Regions from separate parts of the Zea mays genome. Here region 1 is linked to region 2. The links are chromatin contacts, called in public Hi-C maps. All regions are on one chromosome and are shown on one strand. Each heading gives the region's core, a stretch centred on a gene start, on an enhancer-like site or on the middle of the called end of the contact. The rest is flanking DNA. Distances are from core to core; before and after follow the strand shown. Region 1 holds the start of LOC100278854. Region 2 holds the start of LOC103636139.

Region 1 (2,700 bases), core at 39-2,538, 210 kb before region 2:
CTCTTGACCAGCTCAAAAGCACAGATGAGCCCATCCGTCCAGAGCTCGCTCCCTGGGATGGGCTCTTTCCCTAGACTGGGCTTGGTAACACCGTCTTGTGTCTTGGGCATGCTGCTGACGTGAGGCGGCTCCTCCTCCTCTGCACCATTCATCTTCCCATCAAATTATATCTACCTGTGAATGGATAAAAGATATTTAAACTCGTTGGAAAATTTAGTGGGTACTGAATACTGATTACTGAATATGACTCATCTCTTCAAACATGGGGCAATCTATTGAGGAACTGGATTCAAAGGTCCAAACTACTGTTCCAGGGACTTCTGGACGAGGTAGCAAGCGTTCATGGAAACAACAGGGCCGTATTATTGTATACTGAACATAGGAAGCCTCAATTCTACCATCTCCTAACGACCCTTATGATGGCAAAACGTAGCAGCCTAGATGAGCGGAATACGAATTAGAAGAGGTGCCATGATTTGTAACGAGAATTCAAGCAAATCATGGCTATATAGCCTGCAGCTAAACGCGGGGATTCAGGAAACGGCGCTGGGGCAAACCTTTCTTGAAGTCGCTGGCAAACCCCGTCCACCGCACGCTACGTTATAAGCAAGCAAGAGTACAGTGAACTAGCTTCGCAGGTTGGAGCAGCAAAAGGAATTTTCAAGGAGGCGGAGGCGGAGGGGTCAGGTGCGGAGGTGGAGGCGGTTACCGGAGCGCGAGAGACGGCGGTGAGGGACCCGGGTCTGAGCGTGGGACATGTAGAGTGGATTGGAGTGGGGTGCTTCCAGAATGGAATCAGATGCAGGTCTCTTTCGTTTTCCCATCGCCGGAAGAAAAATTGGTGGATCCGGTCCCCAACCCAAACTCCCTCCCGTGCATACTAGCAGATTACTGACGCGTGGACTCATTCTTGATCCGACGACCGACGGCCGACAACCGCTTGCTAGGACGTGGGAGTCGAGACGACTAGCTTCAGCTCGTTTCGCGACGAACGGCTCCAGGCATTCGGCTCACGCTCGCTAACCTGCTGCACGCCGCCGCCGCCGCCGTAGGTATCCTCCAAGCCATCGGCGTCACCCCACCGGTGGCGGCTTCAAACGCCGAGGCCGAAGTCAGTGAGCAATATCTCTGGTCTGGACAGCAAGAACGGGAGAACCTGAGCTTGATGCCTTGATCCAGATTCTTTTTTTTTTCGAATCGCCTTGATCCAGATTCACGACTCACGAACAAAGCAGCAACGGCGTAGCCGGCCTCGCGCCCGCGCCATGGAAGCCGAACCCGAAGGCCCAACTCACGGATTAGGGGGGGACAAAGCGGATCAAGCGAAAGTAAGGGCATGTACAGTGGAGAGACACCAAAACGGTTCTCCAATCACAGGAGACAACTAAGAGACTCTATTATACAGTGGAGTGTCTATAAACGTAGTCTATTAATAAATATAGAATTAAATGTATTTGTATAGTATCAGATCGATAGAACAGACGACAAATTCGTACAGTGGGAAGTGAAGCGTCTGTTGCTACTTGGTTTACGAGCCAGAGACGTCTCTTCACGGAGAGACGGCTCTAAGATTTTTTTGTAAATAACCCCCTTAAACACCTTAAGAGCCTCCACATTAAACACCACTGTACATGCCCTAAGAGCAAGTTTGATAAGAATCAACCGCGCTGGTGGTAAATATTTTTACCGCCTACAATTTATGACTTGTTTGCAAGCAAAGGTATTGTACTATACTAGTTTTTTCACACGAGTGAGTGAATAATGGTAATTTATTGGAAAATTTCATTTTAACTTTTCCAAACTATTATTATGGTCTGATTTACCACTTCGAATGTGTTGGCTCTTTTAATTATTAAAATTAGTTGCTTTCCTTCTTTAGGTTAGGGAAGTATAAATAGACTTTGCCAAAAAAAAAGGTTATAGAAATAAATCTTCAAAAAGCTCTCATTTATTTATTTCTTAAAAAAAGAAATTTAAGAATCAAAATATTGTTTAACATTCTAAGGCCTTGTTTGGGACTATTTCAGCTTAACAAAATTTAATGAAGTTAATGAAACAGATTATTAGGAGCTTAAAAAATCTAAAACTGAAGTTGCAAACTTTTAGTAGGTATTTAGATAAGTCATTTTGTTTATTATTTAGATTAGAAAAATTATTAAAACCGTTTAAATTTATATTATACACTAAATATATTTTAGCTTAGAAAAAAATGAAATTATTTCTAGATTTATTCTCTACATTATGTATATAGATTGAAATTATTTGGATCTCATATAGACATCAACTAGGATCCATCTGTTTAGGATTATAATCTATCCAGAACTAAGTGTTAATTTAAAATAAGTTAGATTATATAATATAAATATATTATAATTCCAAATAAGTATCTCTAATTGTTGGAGCGACCCGACCAGCCCCAGGTCAATGATACCTGTCTTCCACCCGAGGAAGGTATACACGAGAGAGAAGGTGGAGCACTGGAGCCGGTATGCAGCAAATTTTGTTCCCGACGGTGGCATTGGAAGTCCTCCAAATTTGGGTAGTCACCTCTCTTGTCGACGTCTAGGCTACGCGTTGGAAGGGTACGGCGTGGGCCAAGAGCGGTGTCAGGGCAGACCATCCTATCCCTTCCTGCTTGCGCCATTGTGCCGCTGCCGCCGACGCCGATCCAGCGGGCGGTGCCCACGACCTCCGTGACGT
Region 2 (2,748 bases), core at 12-2,511:
AGGATTGAAGAATCTAACCAAATTCGGAAACACCAGGTGAAACTTACTACTCCTGGCTCCTGCTCTTGCCGATCTACGCTCGCTGCCCAGTGCCCACCTTAAAAGTGTGTGCCCGAACGAAACGACGGAAAAGAATCCCACTGACACCCAAAACCCAAAATCGAAAGGACCAATATACACAACTCGTACGCGCCTATGCCAATGCGACAACGCCCATCCTTCCTGGACAAGGTGTCCCAAGGCCTTCACATTATCATATTAGGACTGATTTGGTGACAAAAGAATTAAGATGAATTAGAGTAGATTGAGAGGGAAAATAAACTAATTCCCTCATTAATCCCTCTTAATTTCCTAATCATCAAACCAACTCTTATGGCTTATTTGGTTAGAGGTACATTGAAAGAGATTAAGGTACCGTTTGATTTATGAAATATATAATTCACGCTAAGTACCAAGGCCGATATCACTTTCTAGTGTGATATCCGATTACGGTTAGATATAAACAAATATGATTTAATGTTATCAATTACCGATCACGTTATAAATATATGAACCGAACGGTAACTAATTTTTTTTCTAGTAAAAAATGAATAGAAGAAGATTTAATCCCTCTCAATCACATTCAATACCATCCGATTTAGATGTAACTGAATAAGACCTTAATGATCTTAGAGAGGATTTAAGTTTCTATCTAACCCTAAAGATAAATAGATAACCCAAGACATGACGCGTAGGGTCAGCATATAGTTGTCAGCATATAGTTGTCCCACATACTTAGGCTGTTTGATTTGCTCACAGTCGGACTCGCCTGGTCTAGGTAGCGCTTCGGGGCATTCGATTTCGAGCGCCTGGGACGCATTTGTTGCAAGGGCATGAACAAAAAAAGCCTCGGGGGAGTCGGGTGGAACTTTCACGTCCTTGTCCGCGCACCACTTCGTGGAGGGAATCCTCAGCATGTTACACCTACGTGACGCAGACGTACCCACTGAAGCACGGTGACCACGTATGGGCCCGAGTAAAGTGAGCCCATAATGTCAGCTTGAGGCGTCGACGTGTGATCTCAAGGAATCAACGAGCAATCGACAAGTGTACACAGGGACACAGGGTGGGATAGAGAGGAAGGGAGTGGGGATTGCGCGGACAAAACTGAGAAATTATTTTTTAACCCATTTCTTCTCTGCCGCAGCTCACAGACGTATATAAATGTAGGCGAGGGCGAGGCAGGGAGGGTTTTGGAATTTGGCCGCCGTTTGCGTTGCGTGGGTAGGGGAAGAAGCAGGCGGCCAGGCGCAGAGCCGCAAAAGCAGACGCGGAAGCAGCCCAGGCCCGAGCCGAAGCGGGGAGGCGACGCCGCTGCACTACCACTCACCCGGTCAGCGATTTGCCGCCTTGCGGGAGCCAGTTTTGGCGTCGGCGTCGGCGTGGAGTTCCCGGAGAGGGGTTCTGGCGAGGATGAGCGGCAGCGGCAGCGGCAGCGGCGGAGGGGGAGCCAGGGGGCAGTCGGGGCCCGTGCCGGCGTCCGCGAGGAAGCTCGTGCAGGGGCTCAAGGAGATCGTGAACCGTCCCGACGCGGAGATCTACGCGGCGCTGCGGGAGTGCGGCATGGACCCCGACGAGGCGGTCAGTCGGCTCCTCTGCCAAGGTTCCATCTCGTGTCACTCTCCTTTTCCTCACAGTTTCATGTGCAGGCTCGGTCGTTAGTGCAGGGTGTTTGCGTGTCTGACTGGATTGGATGAGTGCGCGTTGGGGAGTTGTCTATGGCGTCGGGTTATCAGGAACCATGCTTCCTTTTGTCCTTCTATTTGGGGATTTGCGGCGATTAACTACTGCTCTGCTAGTATTTGGGGGCGACTGTGCTGCACGCTAGTGGTAGCCTGGCAGGACTGGCTAGAATCAACGTTCTGGATTCGATTGATTTTGCGAAGATCCGGTTTAGGCCTTTGGTTTGGAACTTTTTGGAATTGCCTGCAGTGTTAAATTCAGTACTTTTTTCAGCGCTTATTAGCTGCGCTTCTCAGTTCATTCGCGACTCACAGTAGAAAATAAAACTTGGCCCTTTACCATTTTGGTGGGTTAAGCTTCTGGGACTGTAAGGAGGAACATATGGCTGTCTTTATTCATGAACTCGAATGAACTGGATAAGTTTCTTCTCGTTATTGCCATCACGCTATGATCTCTTTTGTGTTCACTGTGTTTTATGGTTTAAACTGTTTAGAGCTGCAGTAACTATGGGTCTGTTAGATGTTTGCATAAGGAAATAGGACATGTTCATTTTTTCTCACGTGTTTAGGCATTATATAATGATTGGATTGGCTGAAGGATGATAAAACATGTCAACATTTGGGAGATGCAAAAGAAAATAACTCAACTGGTGAGAAGGCAGGGAAAGGTGAAGCCATTGAGTGAATGCAACAGAGGCTCTCTAAGATCTCTGGTTGTTTGGGTCTTAAGTTTTGGCAAACATCAGCAACAAAGCCTTTCTGGTCCCAACAAAGGCTAAAATAAGAAGATAAAACCAGAATGACATGTCCAAACTTAGCTTGTATTCAGATACAAACTTACAAATGATATTAGTCCTCTATCTTACGTTTGAACTTTACAGTCTGATTTCTTTCATCTCAGACAGAATTTGGATGAACTTGCACATGTCTTGTAGACTCTGTTTACATTTGGAGTGAGCGTCAACATTTGTCTTCTCATGTTAACTGTGTGCTGCAACATGCCAATAATATTATATATATTCCTTTG

The links. Hi-C and Micro-C count contacts between places; a contact is called where the count stands out from the background.
Region 1: a contact with region 2 is called in a Hi-C map of leaf, with 3 times the contacts expected there. The contact joins the promoter of LOC100278854 here to the promoter of LOC103636139 in region 2. A contact is called at or near these places in 9 of 25 Hi-C or Micro-C datasets (ear, endosperm, leaf and 3 more) and 1 of 3 datasets of contacts at active chromatin or transcription factors (leaf).

Annotation. Positions count from the first base shown.
Region 1 is chr8:152,788,104-152,790,803 of Zm-B73-REFERENCE-NAM-5.0, reverse strand. LOC100278854 reads right to left here and starts at 1,288. Exons shown (of 8, transcript NM_001151993.1): 1 at 1,025-1,288; 2 at 1-174. The coding sequence starts at 152.
Region 2 is chr8:152,575,162-152,577,909 of Zm-B73-REFERENCE-NAM-5.0, reverse strand. It overlaps LOC103636139, which reads left to right and starts at 1,261. Exons shown (of 10, transcript NM_001346853.1): 1 at 1,261-1,642. The coding sequence starts at 1,453.